Linked DNA regions of Sus scrofa: region 2 is linked to region 1. A link is a contact called in public HiChIP or PLAC-seq data. All regions are on one chromosome and are shown on one strand. Each heading gives the region's core, a stretch centred on a gene start, on an enhancer-like site or on the middle of the called end of the contact. The rest is flanking DNA. Distances are from core to core; before and after follow the strand shown.

Evidence for each region. HiChIP or PLAC-seq counts read pairs in DNA pulled down with a chosen protein or histone mark.
Region 2: a contact with region 1 is called in an H3K27ac HiChIP or PLAC-seq map of alveolar macrophages. The contact joins the promoter of DUSP16 here to the enhancer-like site in region 1. A contact is called at or near these places in 2 of 5 promoter capture datasets (fetal liver and liver), 3 of 47 Hi-C or Micro-C datasets (embryonic fibroblasts, heart right ventricle and skeletal muscle) and 2 of 2 datasets of contacts at active chromatin or transcription factors (alveolar macrophages and skeletal muscle).

Annotation. Positions count from the first base shown.
Region 1 is chr5:59,794,273-59,798,601 of Sscrofa11.1, forward strand. No RefSeq gene overlaps it. Among named protein-coding and RNA genes, the nearest start is that of CREBL2, 35 kb to the right of the region's middle. Within about 2 kb of position 1,874, at least 6 of the 83 cell types and tissues checked have an H3K27ac peak or open chromatin away from gene starts, as enhancers often do. A contact at or near this core is called in alveolar macrophages, where this site is marked.
Region 2 is chr5:59,868,006-59,872,334 of Sscrofa11.1, forward strand. It overlaps DUSP16 (dual specificity protein phosphatase 16), which reads left to right and starts at 1,897. Exons shown (of 7, transcript XM_021092338.1): 1 at 1,897-2,562.

The sequences.
Region 1 (4,329 bases), core at 624-3,123:
CTAGTCAGATTCGTTTCTACTGAGCCATGAAGGGATCTCCCACTAAGCTTCATTCTAACAATCTGTGAGTTTACCCCAGTGGGTGGAAATTCAGCAAGACAATCTCATACAAACTCTTTTTTTTCTTTTTAGGGCCACACCTGTTGTATATGGAAGTTCCCAGGCTAGGGGTTGAATCAGAGCTGTAGCTGCTGGCCTACAACATAGCCACAGCAACACAGGATCTGAGCCATGTCTGTCTGTGGCCTGTGCCACACACAGCTCATGGCAACGCCGGATCCTTAACCCACTGAGGGAGGCCAGGGATCAAACCTGTGTCCTCATGGATACTAGTCAGGTTCTTAACCCGATGAGCCACAATAGGAACTCCTCATACAAACTCTTTTTATTGAGGTTAGTTTTTTAAGAAATCCCCCCCATAATGACAAATTAAGAGTGTTAATCAAAGCACAAAGGAGAGAGCGCTAAAGTCTTATGACCAATGATAATTCAACTATATTTTCCCAGCATGTTGATAATTCACATTTTTTTTTTTTAGTTTAGTTTAATATTTAGGATTCCTGCTGTCTTACTTGATTTTGAACTTGGAGGAAACTTGATGTAATGCACAGACTGGTGACGATTTGCTTAAGTCTTAGCAATACAAGAATACAATTCACTGTAACTCACACTTACCTGCTGAGCACCAGAGTTAGGTCCCAGGGAGGCAGGCTGCTGGAGGGGAATAAGAAAACGACTCCAATCTTCTTATTAGGCACACAGTGAGGTGCATCCTAATGTGGATTCATGTAGCCTCCAAACAGGAGTTCAAGAAAGGTAATGGGGAGTTCCTGCTGTTGGCACAGTGGGTTGATGCTCTGGCTTGTCTCTTTGGGGACACTGGTTTGATTCCCAGCTGGGCACAGTGAGTTAAGGATCCAGTGTTGCTGCAGCAAGCCTCAGATTCAGTCCCTGGCCTGGGAATTTCCATGTGCCATGGAAGCGGCCAAAAAAGAAAAACAAGCTAACAGTGGGGAGCAGGGTTCAGAGGAGAGCAACTACCCTACCTAGCTCTAGATGCCCCTAGATCTTCAGAGGAGGGCATAGGCATGCAGCCTTTGAGGTGGCATTTGAATTTTCCCTTTTCTAATCTTCAGCGAAAAATGCTGATCCCACCAGCCTGTTGCTCAAAGCTCATCAGCACATCCTTTTGGATGCACTTCCCCATGGACCTTCCATCACAGGTCTCCCCAAGATGCCTGGAGCTGATGCCTGGGCCAGAGCTCTCAGCAAGGACTACATTACCCCCAGGGTCCTCCCCCAAGCTTGTGGGGAGCAGTCATTTGCCAGATAAGGGTGGCAATTTGCCTCTTCTGGTGGACACAGGGCTTTGCTTCACCTCCCCGCACCGTCTGCCTCCCCAGTCTTGCTGCCACCTGCCAGACTCACTTTGAAGCAACAGAAGCAAGTTGTGTTGGAGTTGCTGGGCCAGGACCAGCTCAAGGTTACGCTCTTCTCTAAGAACCATGTGTAAAAGAAGCAAAGAATTAGACTGAGAAGGGCAAGAGGCGAGATGCTGGGAGACCTAACCCAAGCAAACCCCTCATTGTTTGGTAGAGGAAATTAAGTCCAAGAGGTCATATTAGGGGGTCACATAAAATGCCTTCTACCAACCAGTCCAGCATTCTTTAACTCTGTCATTCTGCTGGTTGCGGCATGATTCATTGATTGGAGGGTAAAGAAAAATCCTCACTGTGTTCAGAAGAATTTGAAGAGAATAAACCTTTCCCCACTGTTCAGTGAACTTGCTGATTCCTCTGGAACAGAGACAGCCTTAGAGGGCTGTGACGTGAGAGCCATGGAAACAGACTTCGTCCAGCTGTTCGCAGAGCGACCGCGTGGTGGCACTGTGGCCAGCAGGCAGAGTCCATCTGTTCATACCTGAGGTTTCCAGGAGGTCTTGTCTCATAGCAACAAGATAGTGGAAATCGCTGAGCACCAGAAGCAGCTATGGACTAAGGAATCAGTGTGTTCAGAACACCAATCATCTGGAGTTCTCTTGCGGTGCAGCGGGTTAAGGATCCCGCATTGTCATTGCAGCAGCTTGGGTCACTGCTATGGTTCCTTGGCCCAGGAACTTCCACATGCTGTGGGTGTGACCAAAACCAAAACAAAACATAAAGCATCTGAACATCAGAAAAAATTCCAAATAACAAACACCCTTTAGAGGCATGAAATCACTAGTCAAAATATTATTTTAAACCCATTTTACAAATGGTAGGATTTTCCCAAAACCCCAACATGTCACCAAACTCACAGTTGTGCCATCCACACTTACCAGGGCCTCTCTTTTCTCCATTTATTATTTGACTCTGAGAATTCATGGACTTTCCATAGCAGTGTAATTTAGACTTTGCCTAAAGGTTCCTGTGTTCTGGTAAACAGACAGTTACGTTTATTTTAGGTTAAATTCATTTTTGGCCCATCTCATTTCCATCAGACCCTCTAATTTTTGAGACCCTTTAATCTGGGCCATTCTGAACTTTTTGCTCAGCTGAACACTTATGTTCAAAAGCTCTGTCTTCATTCTCAGAAGAAGCCTCTTATTATTACTATTATCATTATTATTTTAATTGAAGGATAGTCGAGTTACAATGTTGTGTTAGTTTCAGATATACAGCAAAGAGCTTCAGATATATATTCTTTTTCAGATTCTTTTCCCATCTAGGTTATTGTAGAACATCGAGTTCAGTTCTCTGTGCTCTACAGTAGGGCCTTCGTGGTTAACTACTTTATATATAGTAGTGTGCATGTGTTAATCCCAAACTCCTAATTTATCCCTCCCACTCCTTTCCCATTTGGTAACCATGCATTTATTTTCTGTGTGAGCCTGTTTCTGTTTTGTAAATAATTTCATTCGTTTCTTTTTTTTAGGTTCTTCATATAAACAATTTCACATATTTATCTTTTTCTGTCTGACTTACTAGAATAAGCCTCTTTAAAAATATTGCTTTAGGAGTTCCCGTTGTGGTTCAGTGGTTAATGAACCTAACTAGTATTCATGAGGGTGGGTGTTTGATCCCTGGCCTCGCTCAGTGGGTTAAGGATCTGGTGTTGCCATGAGCTGTGGTGTAGGTCACAGATGCAGCTCCAATCCTGTGTTGCTGTGGCTGTGACATAGGCTGGCAGCTGCAGCTCTGATTCGACCCCTAGCCTGGGATTTCCATATGCAGCAGGTGTGGCCCTAAAAAGGCCAGGTGGGGGGTGACCTTCCAAAAAAAAATAAATAAAAGTATTGCTTAAAAACTCTCCATCAACCCTAATTGAGTTATACAATTAGGATTCACCTGTGATTTGGAGAATGTGTGATTTTACTTCTGCAGGAAAATGGCCCCCAGAATTGCTGGTGACAAGCGTGTGTGTATCTGGTTTCAGGATTGCAGGGCTGGGAGCTTGAGAACATCATCTGCTTTTAAGTCGCCAGACAGTCAATAAAGCAGTTCCAGCTGTTGGCTCACAACAGCTGGATATGGGAGATGAAAACTTTAAGGGAATTTTGAATGAATCCTCTATTCTGCTTTCCTGCCATAGCTTTCAAAGAACAGTCTCCCCCCCCCCTTTTTTTCCTTTTTTAGGAGCATATGGAAGTTCCAGGTGAGGGGTCGAATCAGAGCTATAGCTGCCAGCCTACACCACAGCCACAGCAACGTGGGATCCAAGCCATGTCTGCAACCGACACCACAGCTCACAGCAATGCTGGATCCTTAACCCACTGAGCGGGTGTGGTAGGAATTGAACCTGCATCCTCATGGATACTAGTCGGATTTGTTACTGCTTAGCCACAACAGGAACTCCTCCCAGTCTCTTTAAAGGGCTTACATTCCATTAGCAGGACCCTGAGTGTGCTGGATAAGACCCTGGCATGGAGACCAGGGCAGCTAAAAAGTAGACTGGAAGAGCTGTATGGCCGAGAGGATGGGCAGCACAGAGACTGAGAGGAGTGGATTTATACTCTGTTTATCAGCCCAAATTGATTTAAACTTCCGTGCTGATTCTCCAGGCAGATGCGCTGTACTTGGATGACCCTAAAAACTGGGCACAAGACTCCAGTGGTACCTCCAGGCAACTAAGTTTTCTTTAGTCACAGATAGTATGACTGTTGTTTTTAGGGGTTCTGGAATCAACTTCTTATCACCTATCTAACCAAATTATTCTCAAGGCCCATCTTCTTCTCTATTTTTAAAGTGGGGAAAATAACATGCCCACCTGTATTAGGGTTTTGCAGGAAAAGCAGAACCAATAGGACATAGATGATAGCTAGATGGACAGATGACAATATTTTAAGGAACT
Region 2 (4,329 bases), core at 647-3,146, 74 kb after region 1:
GATGAGGTCAAAGCCCTTTAGGAGATGCCTTCCTTGACAACCCCAGCCTACCTGGCTCCTTTGCTCCACAGAACTCTTAACCAATATTGCATGCCACTCAATTATTAACTTCATTTGTAATTAGTTTTAATCAATGTCTTGTTTCCCTAATTAGATGATATACACTGGGGAGGCTTCCATAATAGCTATCATAGCACCACATACATGGAAGACACTCCAATTTCATTGTATAAATGAAGAAAGGAGAGAGAGGCTTCAAGATGTGCCAGGGTAAGGCGGCTGGAGCTGTAGCATGTAAAGAGAACTCGAATTCTTGTGGAGTCTTTTATGCTGGCAAGATCCCTGCTAGGACAAGGATTTTTTCTCTTCCTTCCTTCCCCCAAATCCCAACTCCTCCAGCTGAGCAGATTGGAGATGCAGATCCTCCTCAACTACCCTTTAGAATCTGTTCTAAACAGCAGGACTGTGGTCAGTCGATTATCAGAGCTTTCCTGGAAGAGCACAAGCAGTAACAGCCCGTGGCCACCAGAGGACAGGGCGCAGGGAGCGATTGCTTCCCCTCCATAGAAGTCTTAAAAGAGGTCAAATCTATGGCCTTCAGGCTTCAGTGACTGCCTGATGTGCTCAGCGCATTCCCATCTCCAGGTGGACTCCTTTTTCTCCTCTAAAACATGGGCTGGAAGCTCCTAGAGGCTTACCCTAATACTAACCTGAAATGATTATAATAGCAAATGCACTTTAGCTGCACGATTTAAAGGCAGAAAGGGAGTATGGAGATGTTTCAGCTTTCTCACTCCAAACCTGCTTTTCAGTTCTTTTGCCAATTAAACAAGCAAACAAAAAGCCCCTGGAAGTGTCCAAACAGACATTTCCGAACAAAGATGACTTTCGGGACCAAGGTCCCAAATTGAGTACATTGCAAATGGAACACTTGAGGAGATACACTATTCCTGCCTACAAATTCTGGCTCCTGGAGCAGTTCACTCGCAGTGTGCTTTTCCGTCATTAATCACATCTTTGTTATGTGATATCCACGTGAGTACTTCTCAGTTGAAGCAGCTTCATGCTCAAATGCTCAAAGAACACTAGAATAAAGATCTGATTGTCCTAGTCAGTGATTCCAAGTCCTGGATTGTCACCACCTCAGGTCTCTAGTTTCCCCAAGTGTGTAATGTAGTTTCAAAACAAAGCTATTTTAATTAGTCCAAATTTAAAAATGCACGAAGTGTGTGAAGTTAAATCAATGGGGTCTTGCACCTCTCAAGAGGCAGTGAACCTCTGTTTTGATTTCAAGATGATTCTGTGCTGCCCGATATAGAACATACCTCTAAAGAGCATTTTAGGCTGCTCATTCCCATTACATTTGTAAATAGGAAATGTTGAGTAAATTTAATCAAAGTAAAATAATGAATATTAGGAGCATTCAGGTGGGGGCTTTCAATGACAGACACAGAGAGGCAGCTGAGTGCCTGACCACCTGAATGTGATTTTTCTTAAAGTACCTGTTACTTCTCTTTCCTAAGAGACGGCGGTGCCCTGCATTTTGGGTTTTTAAAGAGCGATTGTAATTCTCTCAAATCATTGTTTGCGTTTCTTCACGCTGGGGAGGCAGCTGGAAACAGCCCAACCAGGAGGAAAAGGTTCTGCTCCTCGCTGGCGTGGGGGTGGGGGATGCGACCCTGAAATACCTGTTGGGGCGCGGCGCTAAGGCGCGCGGCCGAGACCAGGCAGGGAGGTCGGGGTTCGGGGCCCCCGGGGGCGGCGGGCACGCGGGCGCGGAAGGAGGAGGCCGCGGGTCCGCCTCCCCCAGCCGCCCGGCTCCTCCCAGCGGCGCCCGCGGAACCTGCCCCGGAGCCGCCGGGCCCCGGAACGGAACGTGACCCGTCCCCTCCCCGAGCGGCCGCGACCAGGCGCCGAGCCCCGCTCCGGACTTGGGCGGGCGGCGCGCGGCCCCGCCCGGCGCCCACCGCCCTGCCCTCGCCTGTCTCCTCCTTTCCCCGGGGCTCCGCTGAGTTCATTCACTGGGATTGGTTTCAAGTGACGCCATCTCTTTATTTTTAAACCAATGACCTCATCCGCGCTTGAAGTTTCCTGACCAGCGACTCTTTCTCTTTTCCCCCACCCCCACCCCACCCCCCCCGCCTTTCCCCCTCTTTCTGGGTGTCCCTGTTTGGGGGGCTCTGATCAGTTTTCAAACGACTATCATCACCTCTCCCTGCCCCCGCCGCCCCCCCACCTCCCCAGGTTCCTCACCCCTTTCAGCAGTGTTTTTTCAAGGCTGATCGGGGGTGGGGGGGAGAGAAAGAGTGAAGAAAAGTTGCAAACTTCTCCTCGCTTCCTAAGCCTCCCGCCCCCACCCGCCCCTCCGAGCAGGAGAAGATAATATAGTGAAAAGAAGAGGAGGAGGAGAGCGCGACGGGACGGACGCGAGCAGGAGCGCAGCCGCCCTCCCGGCTCCGCCGCGGCGCCTCGCAGGTCCGGGAGGCGAGGGGGCCCCGCGGGGAGACGCCGTGACAACTTTCATTTCCCCCCGAGAGAGCCGGGAGGTCGGTAGCTCCCCAAGTAAGTGGCCGCGCGGACGGCGGGGTGGGAGGGCGCGGGGCCGGGCGCCCGCCGCGCCGGCAGCATGGACGCTCCTTCGCGCGCCCCGGCTGCTCTGCCCTCCCGGCGGCCGGGCCCGGGTCGGCGGGCGGGCGGGCGGGGTGGGGGCGACCGCGGCCCGGAGCGGCGCGCGCGTGGGAAGCTGGGGGGGGGGACGAGGGGGGCCGCGCGGGGAGGGGGCGGGGGACGGCGCGGGGACTGGGGCCGAGCGGCCGGGTCCCGCCGCCAGGAGCCGCCGGCGGTCGCGGTCCCTTCGCGGGCGAAGCCGCTCGCTTCCAGGCGCGACTGTTACACAACACGCCTGCCAAGTGGGGCCCCGGCCTGACGGTTCCCATTATCCCCAACTCGCCCTGGGTGTAAGCAGCGGGGCCACCTGGGTGGTGACGGGGCCGCTTTCTTCCACCAACTCGCTTTTCATGCGCTGCCCCCGCCCTCCTACACAGGCAGGGTGTTGGGGGCTCGGTGTGCCAGTGACTTCTTTATTTACACTAACCCTAAAACGTGAGAAAGGAAAAAGCCCGGGGAGACAACCGAGGGTCTGTGTATCGAGTGTACTTTTCATGTAATGAAACACCGGGGAGGAAAATATTTGTGCAAGACTGAAGATTTCAGGTGCTGCCGGGCTTATTTCCTTTAAAACTTCAACAATAACAACCTGGGAATTAACTTGAGAAAATATAAGGAGATCTTAAAATGAATGGATATGGCAAAATCCTGAAGAAGTTTCTCAACCGTCCGCTGCAAAGATCCTAAATAAAATCCCCAGTGCCTCGAATCGTTTGGAGAAAGCACACCTCCATCCAGCCTGTGATGAATAAAGTGGAGAGGAAAAACCTGTTACATAATCTCATTTGCCCGGGGGTTTGCAGTGCCGTCCCCTTGCATCAAGGGGAAGTGAGTTAAGATGCAGGGTGTTTTAAACTCTCTGAAGTTTTTATTTACCCAGTGTTCTGGCTGCCACTTCTGCTTTAAAAGATTATAAGTAAATACTCTGCTCTTACAAGGGAACCAAACCTATCAAACCTGTTTAGAAAATGACCAGGTATGTTTCTTTGCTTTCTTTCCGGGCTGTTTGTGTGTGTGAAATTTACCATCCATGAGAGACCTTATGACTAGTATTTGGGGAACTTAGACTGTCAGATCTTTAAGCCACTCATCTTTAAGTGCACGTTAAGTGACAACTGCTTCCTCAGAGGATTTATGCTATTCCGAACCACATCAAGAGCAAAGATTTTTGAAGTTAAGGTAAATTTTTAAAAGGAGCGAATTCTTACCAATGGAATCAGTCACTTGTGAATTATTTACTTTTCCTTGAGAATCCTGTATTTTGGTGGACAGACAGCTTGGGAGGCTGTAGTTAATTGAGACTTGTGGAATTCTGGTTTTGGTGAAGGTAGCAACCTGGAAAAGGTAAATTGAAAAACTAAGAGCTTGGGAGTTAGGTATTTTAGTCAAAACGTGACTAGGCACTGTGAAAGTTTTTTTTGTTTTTGTTTTTGTTTTTTTTGTATAAGTAAAGTTCTGGAATTTAAGTGAGTTTGATAACTGTGTGAAATCTTGTTGTTAAAAAAACATTGGGGGCAGTTAACATGTTCATGTAAAAAAATCAGCCCCAAAGTTGGTTTTAGGTAAAATGTACTTATCAAAGTTCTATATGGGGGAAAAAGGTAAAAATGAGTTTATTCTGAATTCTGCTGGTATGGTGAATAACATGAAAAAAAAAAAAAG